3 separate regions of the Mus musculus genome follow, and regions 2 and 3 are each linked to region 1. The links are chromatin contacts, called in public HiChIP or PLAC-seq and Micro-C maps. All regions are on one chromosome and are shown on one strand. Each heading gives the region's core, a stretch centred on a gene start, on an enhancer-like site or on the middle of the called end of the contact. The rest is flanking DNA. Distances are from core to core; before and after follow the strand shown. Region 1 holds the start of Ddit4l (DNA-damage-inducible transcript 4-like). Region 2 has its middle 16 kb from the start of Gm25080. Region 3 has its middle 4.9 kb from the start of Gm4861.

Region 1 (3,214 bases), core at 494-2,993:
GCTTTGACCTGTTTGATTCAAGTTTGCTCGCAGAGGAGAGAGGACTTTTGAGGTTCCTGAGTTTATTTATAACCGGGCTGGGTCAGTTTTTCTTAGCTGAGCAAAACAAAACAGTCCCAGGAAAACAAAGTTAGGTTTACTCAGAGGAAAAAAGATAGCTCTGCATTTGGTCACCTACCTTCCAAATTAATCCTACTACTTGGCCGGGTGCCATGCCACACTGCGGCCACGAGCCTTCCTCTCCTCTCCTGGTTTTCTATGTCATTAGCTCACTTAGAGGGCACTGCTTGTTTTTTGTTTTTTGTTTTATTTTTTAAATTCCAACAAATAGATTCCAAATCATATCTGTATTTTTATCCACATTGAAGACAGACAAATTTAGAATTATAATATTATCTTATAGATGAAGAAAATCTAAAGAGCTTAAGCCACTTAATATATGCTCACACCACTCTTCCATAGTTGAATAGTCTGTCAGATTAGAAATTGACGTTTCAAGTTGCAAATGATGATTCCTGTAGAACCAGGGCTGTTCAAGTTTTCTTCTGACATTAATGCACAGTGGGTGCATTTCATAATAGAATCTTACTTAGCAACGAAAAGGAACTCACTGATGAGGTAAGTGTATAACTCTACAACATCACACGGTGGGAAAGCAAACCGAACTGAGAAGAGCATATACACTTATTATTTAACATTCTAAAAGCAAAACTAACGTGGTAACAAAATGCCGAAGGATGGTCTTCTGGAGACGGGAAAGAGAAGGATTAGGTGGCAAACAGAAAAGGGAGAATTTGGGGGGGGGGGGGGAGGGGGGACGGACGTGGTGGTGCTAGCTACACAAGTAAGCGCATGTCTTTAAACACACCCAGCCTGTACACTTAATGTTCCAACCATGAGATAGGGAACTTCATCCCCAAGAGCCTCTTAGCAGACTGGAACAACGCATTATTCCCCTTACGTTTGTTTTTGGTGGGCAGACAATGCAAAGGAAGTTTAGAAAGAGATCTCAGATGGGTTTCATAGTCCTCTGTGTCTCTAGGAGGAGATGAAGTCTCGCGCACTCAGGCAGGGACGCTTACACTAGAGAGGGGCCCCGCAACCTTCGGATAGGAAAGAGGTGGACAGCCCAGAGACTCACCACTTAGCAGACTCCCAGGGTGATAGCCACCGTCCAACAACTCTGAAATGCTGGCCGGGTTCTTACTGCTCAAACTGCCCGTTGCAACCATGGTCAACGGCTCTGTTTCCCTCGCGGAGCAGAACGGATCTTTCCCTAGGCGCTGGGAGGAAAAAGTGAGAAGTTTGCAAAAGCACGCAAGAAGTGCACAGGCTCCTCAGAGTCCCGGCATCGCCAGGGCGAACTAGCCCGGGCACTGCCCTTCCAAAGGGAGGGACCAGCCTTAGCAACTCAAGTTGACAAAGCCCTAGGAGCGGAGGCGCCAACTAAAGCCAACAGGCTGGAAGTAGCTGGAAAGTCAGCACAACTGGGAAGCGACCCTGCCCTATCCCGCCTCCTCGGGTCGCTCACCTGCCGGATTTCACCAGACGCTGAAGGGTAAACCGAGGCAGGCGCCCCTCAGTAGTCCGAAGCTTGGACAGTGGTCCCCTGCACAGTCCTGCAGCAAGCCGAAGGCTGCGGGCCACCGCGCCCACCAGCACAGGCTGCACCCGGCCGCTCCGCCTCCCGAATGGAGAGCGCTTTATAGGTCCCGCCTCTCCTCCTGGCCGGCACGCCCACCTGCGCCACTCGCTCGGGCCCGTGCCCCGGCCCGCCCCTGCAGGGTCAGGTCACCTTTCAGTTCCTTCCCAGGCAGGGGCCCAGGCAAGCCCCTGGGAGTTGGTGATCAGCCTCGCCTTGGGCGGACACCTGCTGCTTCCTGAGTTGGCCACTGGTCACCCTGAGTTGGCCACTGGTCACCCTCCTAAAGAGCATCTCCCTTCGGCCACTAACCTAGATTCTTTGGCGTGAGCCCCTGCCCACAGCTTGCCTGCTTCCAGGCTCAGACTGCTCAGGTTTTGGCTATGGAACTTTTCAAGCAGCTAGAAGCTCCAGGTCCTGTTAGGCATGACCCAAAACTTTGCTGTGTCATTCTGAATAAGTATTTGGCTTAGTTGACACTGTGCTCTGTGAGCATCCTTTATGCCCATGTTCTGACTCTAACCCATCAGCTCCAGTCCGCACCCAGTCTCCCCGCAGGTGGTCGGGATGTGGTAAGGGCTCTCTAGCTTCAGCTGCACTCAGGAATCAATGGGGCATCTTTGGGGATACTACATCTGTGACTAAACCGTTTTTCTCCGCGGCCAGGGCGAGCCTGGCCCTGTTCTAAGACCTGGCTTCGAAAGGCACAGAACTTGAATTGAAGAGGGCCAGTGCCAAGAAACTAAACAAAACCACTAACAGGATCTCAGTTGCCTGCTCCAGCCGCAGGATAGTTAGGAGCAATTGCCATTCCCAGAAGCAAAAGTTCCCGGTGGGCTTGTTTGGGAAGAAGTTTAAGCTTTAGTGGTCTTTAAAAAGCTTGTGGGGCATGAGAATAAAGAGTTGTCCTGCTAGGATAAGCTCTGCGACTCTTTCCGGGGAGTCTTGAGCAAGAGGGAACAGAGGGTCTGGGACACCACTAAAAGCACGATGCCAAACGTTTTCTTCTAACTTTACTAAGCCACCCTTCCTGCTGCCCTGCGCCAGTGGCACAGGGTTTGCAATGGGTGGGCGTTCCCAGCGAGGTTGCTGAGGTTGCTGAGATGGTTGAGGTGGATCAGAAAAGGAAGAGACCGAGATACTTGGGGTGAGGGTGAACCTCATTCAAGGCCAGGTTCCAGCACCACTCCCGCACACTTTGGGTCCCCACGTGCAAGGAAGGACCTGCAGGTTAGGGCCTTGAGAAGTAGGATCCGCTGTCCAGGCTAAAAAAACTCTCAGAAGGAAAAACAACAACAAAAGTGGTAAAGAGAGTGTGATAAACAGATCAGTGGGAGGACACTTGCAGGCAGAGCAACAGAAACTAAAGCCAGCTTGAAGGTCCATTTTTAACTCTCCCGAAGCAGCTGCACTGCTCAAGGTCAGGCAGGCTCAGGCACGGGATGCTGATAGGCTGGGGAAAGCAGATTTCCACTTCTATTTTAATAACAAAAGTGGAAAACAAGCAATCCCATTTAAGCCGGTTAGAATGGGTCCTTTAGCTGCTACAGAGCCGCTGGTCCTTATCTAGTC
Region 2 (3,214 bases), core at 304-2,803, 110 kb before region 1:
CAGACCTAATCACTATGGGATTCTTCTATGTCCTTGCACTGTGCTTTATTTTGTTTTGAGGCAAAATTCCACTATGTATCCCAGCCTTTGCTGTGGGCTCCTAACGTAGCCCAGGCTGGCTGTGAATTCCTCGACAATTCTTATACCTCAATCTCATTACAGATGTGTGCTACCAGGCTCATCAAACAGCCTCTTTTTGCCCATGCAAGTTTGACTGTGAGCTCTGTCCAATAAACACGTGTTTTGACAAATACAGCGCCCGCCCCCAAGTTTATATATAATCTTAGTTGAAAAATTTATGAACAATTATAGAAGTATTTTCCCAAATAAACACTGTGGTGTGGAAAGCTGCTGTGGTAAACAGCTGGAGGCAAACAGCCTCCTGAAGAGGAAATGTACAATTGCTTATTGGCCAATGTAGAACAGTTTGAATTTGGCATATGGTACAGATTTGGGTGTTGGTGTTTCAAAGTTGTTTGTTTGAATATTTTTGTGTGACGTCCACACCCTCAAGGCTTTATGTGTCAAGCTAACCTGACACAGTCCTATCTTATTTGTACCAATGTTGTGTTTTTCTCTAAACAGCAGTGATTTGCGTAGAAAACAACTGAGATGTCTAAATTATTGTTGATACTTTTTTCATGTTTGCTTATGTATTTACTTTATCTTTTTTTTTTTTTTTTCCTTTCGCTTTGAGTCAGGGTCTCTGTATATAGTCCTGCTTGGCCTGGAACTCACTGCATTATCCAAACTGGCCTTGAACTGGGTCTGCATCTGCCACAGAGTGCTGGGACTGAAAGCAAGCACTACCATGCACAGCCAATTCATTTTGTTTTGAATATAAGGCACATAAAGTCATCTTATTATTCATTCCTTAACAAATGTTTTCCATTTTTTTAAAAAAAAACTATCTTGAAGAAGAACTGGAACTATAAGTAGCCCATTAGACAAGATGTTAAATGCCCTATAAGGGCTCAGAGTAGCGAGCAGCAAATGCTGGTGTGAGCTATATTAGTTGATTCATTATGTATTAATAAAAACTGCCCATATGGGATGTGCAAAGAAACCCAAGACCTGGTGACATAGGCCTATAAGTTCAACTACTTAGGAGGCTGAAGCAAGTGGATCAAATGTTCAAGGCCATTGTGGGGATTGTATTAAGAGCCTCTGTTAAAACAAAAATCAAAACAAGGGCTGAAGGTGTAGCTCAGCATGCGAGAGGCTTTCAGTTCAATCTCAGAACTGAAAAAAAAAAAATCTTGCAAAGGGGAAAACTGACTCTGTACCCTCGTCTAATAGTTTTTCTTAAAGAGACAGAATGTGTTCAGAAAGTTGTAGACAGGCAAGGGATTTTTCTTTCCTACCGGGTGGGGGTGTGTATGGGGGGAAAGTGCTTCTTTTAAAACTCAAGTCTAGGAAGAGGAGTTTTGAGAGGGGTGAATCAAAGTTTCTCTGTGTCGCCTGGAGTTTAGAGATCCACAGGAGACTAAGGGTTGAAACGATGATGTCAGCCAGAGCAGGAGTGGATGTCAGCAGAATGAGAACTGTAGTTGGTACCAAGAAACTGCTAACAGATGTGAGAAGAATGAAAAAGTCCAATCGGCTAGGCAAACTCCACCAAGGGTGGGTAAGTGGAAGGTGTGTGTGTTGTGGTAAAAATTACTTAGGTTTCTGACCCACCTTAGATCATTTAGTTCCCAAATAAAAGACACAAAACCTTTATATTTATAATAACCCTTAACACACTAGAGCTGGGCAGGTATCAGCCCTGTGTGCTATTTTGTCTACTCCCCTGTCAATTATCCTGAGCTATCACTTGCCATGTTCTGCCTGAGCCACTCCTACTTCAACAGGCCGAGCTTCATGGCCATGTCCTCACAATCCATCTACCCCATGGTGACTTCTTCCTTCTTCCTCTCTACTCCTGGTCTTTGCTTCTGACCACAAGCCAGGGGAACCAAAGTCCCGTCTACCCCTCTTCTGTCCAGTTACAGGCTGTAGACATCTTTATTTAGCCACTAATTTCAAATTAAGGAGCAAGGTTTGCACCACAAAAGTTAGCATATGTTTAAGTTTACTAGTCTTAAGGCAATTTTGTGTGTGTGTGTGTGTGTGTGTGTGTGTGTGTATGTGTGTGTGTAGAGCGAGAGGGGGGGTTTATTAGCATCGTTTGCAGGAGCATGGGTAAGGCACTGTTTACCTCAAGACAGTGCTCCTTACCACAAATGAAAATGTCTTTTCCTCATGAGTCACCTTTAACCACACAGAAATCCTCAGGAAATTGGGGGTGGGGTGGGGGGACATAGCCTCTCCCCCTTCTGTATCAGGGTGCTGATGGGTCAGCTCTGTGTGGAAATTGTGCATACACAATCACAGTGCTGTGCTGCTCAGAACTCAGAGCTTCAACCCTGGCTTCCCTCACTCCTGACTCTTAGGTTCTTTCTGCCCCATCTTCCATGATGTCCCCTGAGCCTTGGTGGAGGTGACAGAGAGGACTCATTTATGGCTGGCATTCAACAACCATTTAGTCTCAGTACTTTGGCAGGCTGTCATCAGTTTTCTTGATGAAAGTCATTCTGACTGTGGTAAATTGAACTCTCAGGGCAGTTTGAATTTGTGCTTTCTTGATGGCTAAGGATGTTGAACACCTTTCCAGACATTTATTGGCCTTTTCATTTCTTTCTCTGGAAATTTCCTGTCTAGCTAATTAGCCCATTTATTGGCTAGATGATTTGTTTGTTATTGAGCTTTTGAAATTATTTGTAGACTTGGAATTATAACCCACGTAGAGTCCGTCTCTTCATTTTACTGATTGTTTCCTTTGCCTTGCCGAAAATCTTTAATTTTGTGGATCCCATTTGCTAACTTGGCTTAGCTCAGGCTTCCAGCGAGGTGATAAAATAACATAACCAAAAGCAACTTGTGGAAAAAAAGGTTTATTTCGTCTTACAACTCTCAGGCCACACTCTATCACTAGGGAAGTTAGAGCAGGAACTCAAGACAGAAACCTGGAGGTAAGAGCATATGCAGGGGTTGGAGAGATGGCTTAGTTGGTAAAGGCTAGGCTCCCAACCAACAATGTAAGAACCATGGAGGAGTTCTGCTTATTGGCTTACTTCTCATAGCTTGCTCAGCCTGATTCTTTTGTTCCACCTGCCCAACGGTAGCACTTTTCCCAGGGAGCTTGTCCTTCCTGTATCGATTAGCAATCAAG
Region 3 (3,214 bases), core at 452-2,951, 76 kb after region 1:
TGTGGTATATTTTTTATGGCAGCTACAACAAACTCTCATAGGGAAAATGCATGCATTGCAAATAGCTTCTAAATCTTCCTTTCTCTCTAACTTTTCTGTAGGCTATGAAATTCTCGTTCTGGTCATTTTACTATTTGATGAGAATCTCCTATCTGTTCTTGGGTGTTCTGAACATAATATCATGTTTATGAAGACTAAGTTCTGGAAAAAAAATCATACAAAGAATTTGATTCTCCTAGTATAACTAAAACTCAGTAATCATGGGACTAAGGAGTCGTGTGTGTGTGTGTGTGTGTGTGTGTGTGTGTAGGTAAATGCTCACTCCTGTGAAGGCCAGAGGTCAATGTGAAGTGTGAAGTATCTTCTTCAATTACTTCTCTATTTCTCTCTCTTTCTCTCCCCTTCCTTCTTCCTTTCCTACCTCTCTTTCTCCTCCTTCTCTCCCTTCCCCTCTTCCTTCCTTCCTTCCTTTCTTTCTTTCTTTCTTTCTTTCTTTCTTTCTTTCTTTCTTTCTTTCTTTCTTTCTTTCTTTCTTCCTTCCTTCCTTCCTTCCTTTCTTTCTTTCTTTCTTTCTTTCTTTCTTTCTTTCTTTCTTTCATTTGTGACAGGGTCTCTCATTGAAAATGGAGTTCAGCAATTGGCCAGTGGGGTCCAGCGGTTTACCTGTCTCTGAGTCTCAAGAACTGAGACTCAGACTTGTTTTTGTTTCTGGACTTTTAAAAACACAGGCACTGGGGATCCAAACACAGGTCCTTCTGCTTGTGCAGGAAGCACTTTAGTCACTCAGCGGTCACCTCATCATTTTTAAAAGCATACAGAGTCTCCGTTATCAAAATTGAGTTTTTGTTTTTGTTTTTTTCCAAATTAACGGATAACCTTGCCTTGGACATAGACTGAAAGCAATATCCATTCATGAAGCTTATCGTTCTATTTGCCTGACTTTTCCCTCAGAGTTCTGCCTGAGACCTTTTCTGTATCCTTTTCATATGGACAAACCCAGAAGGCAAAGAGGTTAGGTGGAATAAGTGTTAGCTTTTAAGCTCAGGCTCAGTCTTCAAGGCCAAGGGACTCAGAGCTCCGTGCAGAAAGCTGAACCAGGCTGCGGAGAAAAAGCCAAGGAGCAAGAATGGAAACAGCTTGAGCGAGGCAGCATATTCCCCAGAGAGCCGGCCTCCTGGGCTGCTTAGAGGAGTTCCCAAACATTTTTTTCCCAGAAAGCTTCCACTCTGTTCTCTGGTTTTTACCACAGAAGCCTTTGTCTCACAGCTGGGTCTCATTTGGTTTGGATTTTCATCTATAAATTGCTGTCAGCAAGGATCCTTGGGAGCTAATTGGTGAAAGTGACCTGAAAAGGGACCTCCTGAGGGACCGGAGTGGTCAGCATCTCCCTCCACTCTCTCTTCCCCCAAGAATTTGCCTTCCCAGTTGCCGAGAAAATATCATCTTTGAAGCATGAGTAAGTTTTTCTTTAAAAGCTAAAACATTCCTTAGATGAGACACGGGAGAACAAGAGTGTGTCTTGGTCCCGGAGCGTGTGGGGCAGCTTGTGTTCGTGACTTACAGTCTCATTTGGACACACTTCAAAGGAGTACTGCAAGCAGAACTACTAAAAGCAGAACAGCAGGACACAGGGTTCCAGGTGGCGGGGGGCCTCTGTTCAGTGTTTGCATCACAGGAGAATCTCCATTGACTTCCTTCTCATCCTCCGTGCAGCCTTTCAAAGGGAGGCCAGCGCACAGCGGGACACAGACTCACAAGAATAGCAGGACATTTGTAACGATTTGACTTTCCTTTTGTAAAAAACAGATCTTTGCTGGGATACTGGCACCTAACAGGAGGACAGAAATTTAAGCCGGGAATGAAGCCATTAGCTCTGGCAGTGGAAAGGCAAACGAGGCATCTAAGAACCAGTAGTGCACTGGGCTCAGTGGCTGCGAATTCCAGTGCACAAACTAAGCAGTCCGATCATACAACTTTCCATGTTTATACAACAACCAAAGTTTTAGATACATAGTTTTATTAAGTCTAACAATTTCATAGGATATATTTTGATAATATTCACCCCAAATCCCAGATCCACCCCAATTTGCTGTTCTCTTATTGGTTTTCATTTAATACATTATTAAATTAATTAAGTATGAAATTAATAACTAATTTGTGTTGAATGTCTATTCATTGGTGTGGGGCCATTCACTGGAGCATGATGGACCTACCAGGGGCCACGCCCTTAAAGAAAATGGCTCCCCACCACCGCCGCACCAATGATCAGCAATGTGCAGTTGTTTTGTAGATGTGTCCATTAGGACTGAACCCCACACCTCTACATTCTGATTGGTTGTGCTTTTCTATGCTAGTCTCTCTGTGTTGCAGTGGTTCAAGATACAGAGCAGAGCTTGGGAGGTAGGATGAGTGGACAAAGTTCTGACGGCAAGAATGAGGACCTTTGGTCTTTATCACACATGTAAACAGATGAATATAATGGTACAGGTCTGTAAGCCCAGTGCTGCGGAGGCAGAGACAAGAGAATCTCTGGGTTTGGTGGTCAGTCATAGTACTGAGTCTGAGCTTCAAACACAGTCAAAACCCTGTCTCATAGTAGAAAGCAGAAAAGGTGGAGAGAAATCGAAGAGGACATCTCCAAGTGTGTACCTACACCTACACCTACACACATGCAAACACACACACACACACACACACACACACACAGTCTAAATACATAAGTTAATGGCTAAGCAGTTTTAAGTATTTGTTGATTCAGCGCACAGTGCCATCCCATCCCATTGATAGTATTTACGGCTCTTTCAAAAACATCCACAGAAGACATTCAGAAAATTTATCCTTACTCTCTCTTGGTGGCCAATGCTTCCCCTTCCATAATGTATCACAACAATGATTATTGGCTGCACTCAGAGTGACATGTATCTGTTAGGTGTGATGGCTAATTTTCTATCAACTTGGCACATCAGAGAGGAGGGGGCTTCAATTGAGGAAATGCCTCCATAAGATTGGGCTGTAGGCAAGCCTATCTGTCATCTTCTTAACTAGTGGTTGATGTGGGAGGGCCCAGAGCATTGTGGGTGAGGCCATTCTCAAGTTGGAGGTTCTGGATCCTATAAGAAAGCTGAATGAGTGAGCACTATGAAGCAAGCCATAACCTTTGCATCAGCTCCTGCCTCCAAGTGTCTGCCCTGTTTGGGTCCCTGTCCTGACTTCA

What was found. Hi-C and Micro-C count contacts between places; a contact is called where the count stands out from the background. HiChIP or PLAC-seq counts read pairs in DNA pulled down with a chosen protein or histone mark.
Region 2: a Micro-C map of granulosa cells shows a contact between it and region 1, with 2.9 times the contacts expected there. The contact joins the enhancer-like site here to the promoter of Ddit4l in region 1. A contact is called at or near these places in 3 of 39 promoter capture datasets (embryonic stem cells, hippocampal neurons and trophoblast stem cells), 14 of 484 Hi-C or Micro-C datasets (the C2C12 cell line, adipose-derived mesenchymal stem cells, embryonic fibroblasts and 7 more), 1 of 115 datasets of contacts at active chromatin or transcription factors (astrocytes) and 3 of 9 other capture datasets (adipose tissue, embryonic stem cells and liver).
Region 3: an H3K27ac HiChIP or PLAC-seq map of neural progenitor cells shows a contact between it and region 1, with 2.9 times the contacts expected there. The contact joins the enhancer-like site here to the promoter of Ddit4l in region 1. A contact is called at or near these places in 5 of 39 promoter capture datasets (3T3-L1-derived adipocytes, the HPC-7 cell line, embryonic stem cells and 2 more), 9 of 484 Hi-C or Micro-C datasets (cerebral cortex, embryonic fibroblasts, embryonic stem cells and 3 more), 5 of 115 datasets of contacts at active chromatin or transcription factors (embryonic stem cells, epiblast stem cells, neural progenitor cells and 1 more) and 5 of 9 other capture datasets (adipose tissue, embryonic stem cells, liver and 2 more).

What each region holds. Positions count from the first base shown.
Region 1 is chr3:137,622,201-137,625,414 of GRCm38.p6, reverse strand. It overlaps Ddit4l (DNA-damage-inducible transcript 4-like), which reads right to left and starts at 1,743. Exons shown (of 3, transcript NM_030143.4): 1 at 1,532-1,743; 2 at 1,142-1,283. The coding sequence starts at 1,232.
Region 2 is chr3:137,730,535-137,733,748 of GRCm38.p6, reverse strand. No RefSeq gene overlaps it. Among named protein-coding and RNA genes, the nearest start is that of Gm25080, 16 kb to the right of the region's middle. Within about 2 kb of position 1,553, at least 2 of the 459 cell types and tissues checked have an H3K27ac peak or open chromatin away from gene starts, as enhancers often do. A contact at or near this core is called in granulosa cells, where this site is marked.
Region 3 is chr3:137,546,163-137,549,376 of GRCm38.p6, reverse strand. It overlaps a transcript of Gm4861 not described here. Among named protein-coding and RNA genes, the nearest start is that of Gm4861, 4.9 kb to the left of the region's middle. Within about 2 kb of position 1,701, at least 77 of the 459 cell types and tissues checked have an H3K27ac peak or open chromatin away from gene starts, as enhancers often do. A contact at or near this core is called in adipose tissue, cerebral cortex, forebrain and 2 more, where this site is marked.